Regions from separate parts of the Sus scrofa genome. Here region 1 is linked to region 2. Evidence: chromatin contacts called from public HiChIP or PLAC-seq data. All regions are on one chromosome and are shown on one strand. Each heading gives the region's core, a stretch centred on a gene start, on an enhancer-like site or on the middle of the called end of the contact. The rest is flanking DNA. Distances are from core to core; before and after follow the strand shown. Region 1 overlaps NEDD9 (enhancer of filamentation 1). Region 2 overlaps NEDD9 (enhancer of filamentation 1).

The links. HiChIP or PLAC-seq counts read pairs in DNA pulled down with a chosen protein or histone mark.
Region 1: an H3K27ac HiChIP or PLAC-seq map of skeletal muscle shows a contact between it and region 2. The contact joins two enhancer-like sites. A contact is called at or near these places in 10 of 47 Hi-C or Micro-C datasets (embryonic fibroblasts, epiblast stem cells, fetal heart ventricle and 5 more) and 1 of 2 datasets of contacts at active chromatin or transcription factors (skeletal muscle).

Annotation. Positions count from the first base shown.
Region 1 is chr7:8,050,429-8,056,081 of Sscrofa11.1, reverse strand. The region is part of intron 1 of NEDD9 (enhancer of filamentation 1); the gene reads left to right. Among named protein-coding and RNA genes, the nearest start is that of NEDD9, 40 kb to the left of the region's middle. Within about 2 kb of position 2,506, at least 7 of the 83 cell types and tissues checked have an H3K27ac peak or open chromatin away from gene starts, as enhancers often do. A contact at or near this core is called in skeletal muscle, where this site is marked.
Region 2 is chr7:7,961,242-7,966,781 of Sscrofa11.1, reverse strand. The region is part of intron 2 of NEDD9 (enhancer of filamentation 1); the gene reads left to right. Among named protein-coding and RNA genes, the nearest start is that of NEDD9, 130 kb to the left of the region's middle. Within about 2 kb of position 4,156, at least 21 of the 83 cell types and tissues checked have an H3K27ac peak or open chromatin away from gene starts, as enhancers often do. A contact at or near this core is called in skeletal muscle, where this site is marked.

The sequences.
Region 1 (5,653 bases), core at 1,257-3,756, 91 kb before region 2:
CTTTTTTACTATTTTGAAATCTTAGACTACTTAACACCTCATTTCTTTTCAAAGGAAGTCCTTGGCCATTGGTCACCTTCCTGAGAGCCACGTGGCCTCATCATCAGGTTGGTAGGACCAGACATGGGCAGTGACAGCCGTCCCTAAGCTAACCACTGGCAGATGGGGTGGTGTGATAGAAAGGCTCTGTTCAGCAGAGGTAGTGTGTGCTGACTGCCGACTGACCACTCCGCTCATTCTCTGTGTCAAGGAGGGAGAACTCAAAGACACCAGAGAGACCCGGGAAGCAGCAGGAGCAGAGGTCGAGGCAGGAAGAACACTTTGTCACTGGACGTCGTATGGAGCAAAGAAGATGGGTGTCTTCCCCAAAGAAATACGATGTCTAGAGCCTTGGAACCTCAGGGCATTGTTACCAATGTTTCATCCTCCGTAAACCCTTGCAGGTGATGCCTGACGTCTTGTCTTCCTTGCCCTTGTATCCTTAGGAAAAAATAAACCAATTCAGCAAATGACTTAAAAGAGTCCCAGCACAAATCTGGTTTCGTGCAATCTGAAAGAATACAAGCAACACAAGATTCAGTCTGGAAGGCAGAGGAGGGAGGAAATTTTGGCATCCTTGCAAAACGTAATTCAAGAAAATTCTCATGTTGCCGGGTCCTTAACAAAGAGTCTCTAGTGGCCATAGGCTCAGTGGTCCCCTCGTTAGGAAAAAGTGCAAAAAATTCATTTTGACCCACCTACTGTCTGGAATGGTGCTGCCTGCCCTATGGAGTAGCTTTAATCTCAATGGACTAAGACTACAGACAGCCTACAGCCTACAAGTGCAACCTCAGTTCTTTGCTGTCTGTGGAATTAGCAGGCAGAAGTTCTCCATGTTAAAATAGAGAAGATAAATTAACGAAGAGTCAGTACTCGAGAGAGAAGGGAAATCAGAGAATTCTGGCGATGAAAGGTACCCAGGGGATTGTTATAAACTGAACTGTATCCTCCCAAAATTTGTATGTTGGAGTCCTAACTCCCACACCTCAGAGTGCAGCTGTATTTGGAGATAGGACCTTTGAAGAGGTGATGAAGTTCAAATGAAGTCACATGGGCTGGCCCTAGTCCAGTATGACCGATGTCCCTATAAGAAGATTGGGACACAGACAGGTGCACAGATGGAAGACCCTGTGAGGACACAGGGAGAAGACAGCCATCTGCAAGCTGCAGAGAAAGACTTCAGAAGAAACCAAACCTGTCAATGCCTGGATCTTGGACTTTCAGCCTCCAGAACTGTGAGAGCATGCAGTCTGTTGTGTAAGCCACCCATCTGTGGTACTTTGCAGCCCTAGCAAACCATCTGGTCCAACTCCTTCCCTTCTCTCCTAAAGAATATGAGGTCCAGTGCCACAGCTTGTGTCAGTGGCAGGTCCAGGCCCCTGGGGTCTTCAGGATCAGCTCAGAGGGCTTATACCAACCACACCCCCGACTTTGATTTGTGTGGGTTCCCAGAAAGGAGAGAGAAGGATGATGGAAAGAGCAAAGACACAGAGTTGGGATCTAGTCCATCTTGTGAAAGGAATGGATGGGAAAATGATTCCCTGAATTAAGAGCTTCTTATAACGTCCTATGACTCTTGGGCTACCTTGCTAATGACTTTTTGTTGTTTCATGTTCTTTCCATTCGTAGCTTTGTTCCTAACTGGGAGGAATGATTGGTTGTAGACATTCCAGAGTGACTTCAGCATGATTTTAAATACACGGAACTGTGTTGGATTAGGGACCTAAACGTAACCAAGGAGGTCTTACTCTTTTCCCTCGGTGTTTACATCTCTGATTTGATTGTCTTCCAGAACCTCCTTTGATGAGAAAAATCTGGGACAGCTGGGGGATTCATGATGGGAGAGTTTAAGTGATTTGTAATTCAATTTTATTTTAGTTTCTGTTTTGGTTTTTTTTTTTTTTTTCTTTCTTTTTTCTTAAATCATGTATACCTTTTAGGTTTTTTTTTGTTTTTTTTTTGTTTTTGTTTTTGTTTTTATGCATGGGTCTCAGAATGCAGACTCATTTTCTCTCTCCATCCTGTGCTGGTTTCAGTTGACAAGTTTTTAAAGTCACAACTCTGTTAGGTTTAAGGAGCCTTAAGGTTCCTTGTCTCGTAGCCTTCCTGTCCCCTGCCACACTCTTGTTGCGGCCAGATCCCAAGGTTCTAAATCCGATTTCCCTTCTGAGTGGTTGTCTCCATTTGTTTTATTTGCAGATAAGGCAAAGCTTTTGAATCTGAATGAAGCATGGCTAACTGAGCTTCCTCTGTTGGGAAGTCTCTCTGGATAATCCTGATATTCAAAAAGGGGGAAATGCCTGCAGGCTGTTTCTCAGAAAGCCCATTGTTTTCTCCACACTCTGGTCGGTGAAATTCAAGCTTCCCCACCTGTTTCCACTGATTGCTGTGATTGACACAGTGCTGGGTATTGTGCTGTGAGCCTGGTGGCTGGTGGCCTGGACTGCTTGTCACAAACATCAGCATATGAACCCAAGGCTGTCTTGATTATTCTGCTCCTGGATGCTCCAGATCAGAAGTCAGGTGGTCCTGAAAACTGGACTTTACATTCAAACAAACAGGCAAATGAAGGAGAAATAAAAACAAGCCTGAGTCCTAAGGACCAGTAAGCAACACAAAAGGTAGCACTTACTTAAAAAATGAGATCCAGAACAAGCCTTCTAGTCAAGGTTTTGGCTTTGGCACCATATGATTTAACTGCCAAAGAAGATGTGTTCGGAAACAAAATTCTAGTTTTAATTGGTGGTTGTTTTTTTGTTTGTTTGTTTTTTAAATTTTGTTTGTTTGTTTGCTTTTAACCTTTAGAGCACACTTTGAGGTCTTGTTCCTGAAAATGTTTCTTAGTTACGCGTGGTTACCGGCAAACAATATGTGCATTAGTTAGTTAATACTCACCCCTTCAAATTAGCTTTTTAATAATGATTTAAAACTGCATTTTGTTCCAATTAAAAATAGAAACTCTTCATTCTGAATTTCTTTAATAGTAACTAGATCCCGTTGCAAAACCAATCTCTCTCACTTAGTTCCTTATGAACCTACTACTCTCCCCCGAGGAAAGTGAAGTTATAAATTAAAGGAAGAAACTGTCTGCCTTGAGTTTTATTAATTACAGGCCTTTCAGGGGAAGACGGACAGAATTCTTGTTGCTTCCATTTGTGATCACTTAAACCTCTTTGGAGAAGTTTCTTCGATGTGCGGCTCAGCTATTTAGAACTCTGGAGACCTTTCAGGGAAAGAGAGCTCAAGTGATAAATAGTTTGGGAATGAAGATCAAAAAGAAAGCACTGGGGGAACTGGGAATGTTTAGTCTAGAGAAGAGGAGGAGCAGCGGTGCTTTTCCCAACTGTCATAGGCGGGACGAGGGCCGCTCTTTCTCACCAAAGAGTTGGGAAGAACACGCGAATATAGACAGAAGCAAAGGATGTAACGAATGTCATTTCTTTTAGGGTTTTTTTTTTTAATTTTACTTTATTTTTATAATAATGGAATTCCTGGGAACTCAGGAAATTACCTTCGAAAGGCTTCGGAATGCTATTCTACAGGTCAGTCTGGGGATTAAGACGGTAGCCACGTCCACCGAGGGGAATGAGGCATTAATGTTATTCACGGAACAGAGTCAGAAATACTTTCCATTGCTAATTGAAATAATAGGGGTGTTTACTTCCAACAGGGAGTTAACATTCTCCACACATTGATCAAAGGCCTCCTCGGCCTGGGGCCCCAAAGAATTCCTCCCAGCTCACTCTTGGAGAAGCCTTAGTCTGTAGGTAGTGTGCAGAGGGCTCTGCACATGGGACTTAATTGTCCCAACAGCCATGTGAAGTTAGTGCTGTCCTTCTTCTCTTTTGGTGGGCAAAAAATTAATTATTTGCCCGTCTTGAGGTTATCAAATAAAAAGCCAGGATTTGAGCCTATATCCATGTGGGGTCTCTGAGAACAAATACCAAGGTGAGATGAGACATGGATGGGGCTTATTGGGACAAACACCAGTGAAGGATGAAGAAGGACGAGGCCGGAGGAGCCGGCAGGGACAGGCTCCAGACCGAGATGCAGGTGTGACGTCTGTGAAAGGCAGAAAGGAAGGAGGGACTGGGTAGGACGAGCCTCTGACCACTGTGCCCATCAGGAGAGGCTCAGACAGACCGATGGGAGGGGGGTCCCTGGGTCAAAGCGGGAGAATCCCTCATCCCGGTGAATGGCCCAGTTGAACAGCCCCATGTTGCTCAGTCAGGGCTGGGAGGAGTCTAAGGAGGTGGGGGTCGCCACCAATGCTGTGGGGGACCCAAAGCAGCTGTGGCGGGGTCTGCCCCCTCTCAAAGGGAGATCTGAGTGAGAGCCCACAGAACCCAAGCCGCCTGGCTCCAGAGCCCATGCTCTTACTCATCTTGTTACGCTACCTCCTCGTACTTTGAGGGTGTGCAGTGAAGGAGGTAACGCTGTCACGGTGAAAGGCTTCTGGAGGAAAAGGGACACTTGGTTACACAGGTCGCGGGCCCTCCAGTCACAGAGTGGCTGTGCAGAGTGCTGCCTCTGGTGGTGAAGAGCTGAACAGCAACCTTCCAGTCCAAACACACTCTAAGTTTGCTCTGGAGCAGTCACCTTCATCTCATAAAATCTCATGAAAATTTTCAGCCAATATTGATTAATTGATCAGTCGATCGATTTATGTATTCATTTATTTATCAACATAAATCACAGCAATATCTTGTGGGATCTACCCCCCTACCTGTGGAGCCCATCGGCTCGCAAATGTTGGTCCCTTGTTCCAGCTGCCAAGCACTGGGGCAGCTGTGCCACTTCAGGGAACTTTGAAGGGAAGATCCTTAGGACACGTGGTCCCAGAAGCTGCTGGGGCCTTACCTGACAGTTCCTCAGCCAGGAAGGATGGCCACAAGCAGCAAGGTTCCTGGCTGACTTACTGAAAGTTGCTACCGAGTCCAGACTTGTTCTGCTCTCAGCAGAACAGGCCAGTAAATCCGGAAACTGGTTGTTGGGGGCAAGGAATAATGAAAGCTGGCAGATAGAGAAGATGGCAGACTAGTGTATCAAAGAACCGTCTCCCCTCAGTCGGAATCCACAGCTAATATTTAAATATTTATTCAACACGTACTAAGTACGAGGCATTGTATTAAGTGCAGTAGGAATACTCAGATCTAAAAGCCTAAGCATGCCCATCCAGGGTTTCCCCAACAAGGAAGATGTCGTTAATAAAAACAACCATATATACATGAGGACGAGTGAAAAGTGCCACATGGGACGCGGATCTGGTGCTACGGAAGTTTAGGGAAGAGAGAAATTACTTCCCGCTAGAAAGATTGGGAAAGGTTTGATGAAGGAAAAAGCAATGGTGTTGCTTTCTCAAATGAAAATATGAAATTAGAAATTTGAAGCTCTTTAAAATATCTATCAATTTGCTCCCCCCACCCTCACCCCAAGCCCTGGTCTTTGGGGGCTGGTGGGAACATAATCCTTACGGTAGGAAATGGGGCTCAGATCCTAAGATGGAGAACAGGGGTCTTCTGGTGGTGGTGGAAGGTTGGAGAGAGATCAGAAAGGGAAACGGAAACCTAACAGTGTGACTATTTATCCATGTATTTTTTGTAGCCGTGTCTAA
Region 2 (5,540 bases), core at 2,907-5,406:
TCCTGGTTGCACTCTGTGCCTGCTGTGTGACTTTAAGACAGTTACTTAACCTCTCCATGAATCAGCTTCGTCACCTTTAAAACTGGGTACCAGTGTCACACATCTGTGTCAGGGTCTCCTAGCCCACCCCCAGTTTCAGTGACTCACCTAGGAGGACTCATAGGACTCAGCATGTGATCTTACCCACAACTAAGATCTGTTAGGTCAAATGGAAAATTAAAGTCAGCAAAAAGGAAGGCACATAGGGAAAAGTCCAGAGGTAACCAGGCAGAAGCTGCCAAGATTCATCTCCCACTGGAGTCACACAGGACATACATAATTCTTCCTGCAATGAATTATGACAGGTGTGCCGCAGTGTCTACGCGGGAACCTCAGTGGAGACTCAGTGCTGGAATTTTGACTGAGGGCTGGTCACTTGGGCACCCTCTTTGTGGCACATACCAAAATTCCAGACTCCCAGAAGAGAGTAGGTGCTTAGCATAAACCCCATTGTTTGCACGGTTAGGTACAGTGAGTAACTCCTATCAGGAAATAATAGGAGGTCTCCTGAAATCCAAGTTCCCGGATACCTGTTAAGAGTCAACCTTATAGGAGTTCCTGCAGTGGCACAGTGGTTAACGAATCCAACTAGGAACCATGAGGTTGCGGGTTCCATCCCTGACTTTTCTCGGTAGGTTAAGAATCCAGCATTGCCGTGAGCTGTGGTGTAGGTCGCAGACACGGCTCGGATCCCGTGTTGCTGTGGCTGTGGCATAGGCCCACGGCAGCAGCTCCGATTAGACCCCTAGCCTGCGAACCTCCATATGCTGAGGGAAGTGGCCCTAGAAAAGGGAAAATAAAAAGAGTCAACCTTATAAGCAAGGCTTTCTAAAGATAGCAGCTTCAGGCCAGCTGTGTTAACTCCGTTTTGCACATCACCTCATTGGATTATTGAGAAATTAGATGACGTAATATATCCATGTTTACAACAGTGCTTTATACTTAGGAAGCCCTAAAAATTTTTGTAGCCATTATTGGTAAATGGGAAAAATTACTGAAGCTTAGAATGACTGCAGAGTCAGGCCTATCTGTAATCTGAATTTACGTCTACCTGACTTAAAAAGATCCATGCATTTACTCACTTCACTCAAGCAGAAACAAAATAGCATCCTTCAGACTTCCGCTAGGAATGGAGATAATGGATCCCTCCTTTCTCAGATTTGTAGTTGATGGGGTCTGTAAGTGTAGCTGTTTTGAAAATATAGCTTTCTCTAGCTACAAGTAATATCACACCATGGTGCAGAATCCTAATTAGTTAAACCTACTCCTAGAGTGTAGACATGATCTAGTACTTTACTGCCCTAAATGAGCATATTTTGGATGTACCACAGTCTTTCTCTTCCACTCAATTCGGCATGCTTTGTTTATGTCTCTAATTTTTCAGAATACCCTAATACTCTTAAGAATTTTCTTTTGTAAGATCTAGATAGGGAGTTTCCGCTGTGGCTCAGCAGTTTAAGAACCCAACATAGTGTCTTTGAGGCTGTGGGTTCGATCCCTGGCCATGCTCAGTGAGCTAAGGATCTGGCATTGCCACAAGCTATGGGATGGTTTGCAGATGCGGCTTGGATCTGGCATTGCTGTAGCCCAAGAACTTCCATTTAAAAAAAAAAAAAAAAAAAAAAAAAGATCTAGATAGTCCATCTTCACTTGATATTTGAAATCATCCAATTGTAAATTATCTTCAGGCTTCAAAAAATTTTGACAGACATTTCTCCTACCTACCTCCTTCCAATGCAAACCAGTTAATCAATCTCCTTAAATCACAGAATTCTCTCTACTTCATCTGTCACCAGGTTTTTGTGTCTTTGGCTTTGTCAATGGGATGGATGGTAGATGGATCCATCAGCCAGCTGTGAAGATGCTGTAGACAGTTGTGCACAAGTTTATTAGGCTGAACCAGAGGAATCTCTGTATTGAGTTGGAGTCCTTGACTGCACCCAATTGAGAAGGATCTTTCAGCTTTATATGTGTGTGTGTGTGTGTGTGTGTGTGTGTGTGTGTGTGTGTGTGTGTGTGTATTTAGGAGTTCCCTTCATGGCTCAGTGATTAATGAACCTGACTACTATCCATGAAGACACGGGTTCGATCCCTGGCCTTGCTCAGTGGGTTAAGGATCCAGCGTTTCCGTGAGCTGTGGTGTAGGTCGCAGACGCAGCTTGGATCCTGAGTTGCTGTGGCTGTGGTGCAGGCCGGTGGCTACAGCTCTGATTCGACTCCTAGCCTGGGAACCTCCACATGCTGTGGGCGCGGCCCTAAAAAGACAAAAGACTAAAAAATAATTTAAAAAAAAAAGATTTAGAAATGGAACCGGGATAACAGAGTCCTTTGCATTTTGCCTCAATAGTTTGATTCTATAAGAGAAACTTTGCAAGGAAAGAAATTTAAATTTTAAAAAACAGGCAAGATCCGTGGTGATTGCAATAACGGTCATATAGTATGATGAAACAGTCTTAGAGCAGTAGTTTATTTCAACGTGAGCACAGTTCACCATATACATCTGCCTCTTCCAATAAACGAAGCTGTTCGTGGATTTCTTAGTCATTTCTGTCCCCTGTAGTATCGCGTATAGAAGTTACACACGGTACATTGTCAGTAAAGATCCACTCCTGTTACATTCAATTCCTAACATACTGCCATTCCCAAGCTTCACCTGTGGGCTTGGTGGTTTCTGACATACCCCCCATATGTAGTGGGTATTTCCTAGACGGCCAGAGTCGCCCTGGTGCCAGCTTTCTACACCTATGCAAATCTTTTCCTCTGGTGAGAAAAGCAGGCTGAGAAGGGACCTAGAGGGAAAGGATAATGTGACTGGGGTAGTTTCATATCATAATTTGAGGAATAAATAATAGAATCTAGAAAAGAAGTCAGAATCAAAGCTCATGGAACATAGAGGTCAAAGCATTCGCTGCTGGTAGCTGGGCCCAAGGGTGCTACTGAGAGACATGCAGAGGAGAAGCAGGAGGCAGAACACACAAAGTGGGGAGAGAAAACGAGAGATGAAAATGGAAGAGTGTCAGCATAACGCGATTCATTCAGACTTCTTTTTTTCTCCCTAGTGGTCCTTGAGTATCGTGCCTCCGCCATCGTTCAGATGAAATTTTCCTTCCTACCCATGTACCAGGGTCACATTTAGATTTTATACACACACACACACACACACACACACAAGACAAATACCTGTTTTCCTCCTAGAGTGACAACTCTCCAAATGCAAAGTCAAAACTTTAAATCCTCATTTTTATTTATTATGTAGCAGAATATATTCCTGTCAGCCAGGTTCAGACATGTTTTCTGAAACACAGATATCATGAACACAACACCTAAAAGGTTCTGAAACCTTCTGGCAGATATGGCCAAGCCACCCACACCAGTTTGCGCCAGAGAACAGTTCTGTCATGGGCGGCATCAGAGCAGAGGCATTGTCCTTGTCGTGTTGTCGACAGTGTGAAATAGCAGAGTGACTGCTCCTTTAGTTGTTGACTAGTCAGCTCTGGTCCGGGACCCACATCAACTGTCTGGGCAACAGGCTTTTGCTCATTGCCACAGACTTGGCCATTCAGCTAGGCTGCTTTAGAGACCTGACCTGGAGGGGATTATTGCTCCCTAAGTAAAGGTTCTGCTGCTCAGAACCAAACCCTCTTTCCAGGGAGGAGACTTGGGGAGGCCCTCTGTTTCCTGCCCCCTTGGACCCTCATCTTTTTTTTCTCAGGGGTAACAAGACTGTACCCCAATGAAGCGATCATTTGCAATCTCGTTACAGTACCAAGAGTCTAAAATAGAGGACATCTTTACATTCTGTTGTTATTATCATTAGTATTTTTCTGGGTGCTGTTTCTTATTTCAAGCCCTTACATAAAAAGTTGCAAAGCCTCTTCAATACCCTTTGAACGGTCCTGCAGAATGTAGGATGCTCCCCTAATTAACTAGTGGCTAATGCAGAATGTAGCAAGCTCCCCTAGTTAACTAGTGGCTAATGATGGTCAGTGGCTTTCTCTTCCTTTCTAACTTTGTTTGGGGCGTGTCTAGGTTGAGGTCTGGGTGGTGACTGTGCATACGTCTCTGTCGTCTAGGAGCATTTCTTGTACGAATGAAGATGTGTGGCGAGACAGTGCCGAGGTGCCGCAGCCGTGCTGGCACCAACAGAGGACAAATGGGCTGATCGGCGAGCCCGCACAGCTTGAGCAGAGGCTGGGACAGTCATTCTCAGGCTTCTGGGGGGATAAAAACAAGTTTACCCACAGGACTAAACAGCTACTGCAACCAGAATATGCTTGGGTAACATCCCAGCAAGTCAATTTAAAAACTTAAACATGATGACAAGCTAAAGAGAGACAGAAAGGACTTATGGGTGAAACATAAATCTGCCAGCCTTAGAAAGTGACAAACAAGCAAAACGGAGTCTTTGAGAGAGTCCAGCGGGCGTAGCTGGAGGCCCCGATGCAGCCGGCACTTTATTGTACTCAGCACAAAGCCCCCGAAGCTGAGAGCAGGAAATCCTGTTGTTCCCACCCATGTCCTCGGCTGAGGTCCCATGATACACTCAGCACTCCTTAGATAACCAGCAGAAACCTTTCTGACATGCAAAGGGAGGGGCAGGGCACAGCCTGCTTTAGAAAGTTGGTGGGAAGGTCACTATGGATGAGGTCCCTACAACCTTTATCCACGTAGTCATTTTTCACTCATTTACAAGAGGACTGTCCTGGGGGAGATGAGAGAGTTACAATGATGACAAAGAGTAAAGAGACCAGACAAGACCTTCAGCTGAGCTTACAGGCTGCAAGGATGCTGCTAAAGTAGCTGGAGGCCTCCTGGGAGTGTCTTGGGCATGCAAATTTCCTGTGGCCCCAGCCCACAGACGCGGAAACCCTGAAGGTGGGGTGCAGCGAGCCGTGTGTTCGGTAGCTCTGCCGGAGGGAGCATGGAACGTTTAAGATGGACGGGAAAGTGGTGTCTCACACAACGGTGTGTCTTAGCCATTAGTGAGGTGTGCGGAACGTGATTTATTATTCATGATCGTTAACATGCTGACGTTTGTGAATAATTGATACGCGTGTCACCTGCCAAGATCTTTTGAAATGCAGAGCTCTGGCTCCACCCGATTCTGTCTGAGTTGGACCTGCAGGTGTTGGTAGCCAGGAATCTACATAGTTTCCACTTCCCTGGGTGACTCTTACGATCAGCCAGGTGCGGAAATCACTGATCCGTAAGAGCCAATTTGTCCTGAAACAAAGAAAAATAAATCATGGGATTCTAGCAGGAGACCCCTCAGAGAGCAGGTTTCTCTATCCTCAATGACTCTCCATCTTCTAAAGCATACAGAAGAGAAACTCAAGTGACAGACGCAAGAGAGATATCTTGGCACTCTTTCCCCTTCTGCAGGGGCTACTGTGACTTTGAGGAAAAAAAAAAAAAGCTTTTTTTTTTTTTTTTTCTTGTTGGGCCACCTCACAGCATATGGAGTTTCTGGATCAGGGATCAGATCTGAGCCGCAGTTACAT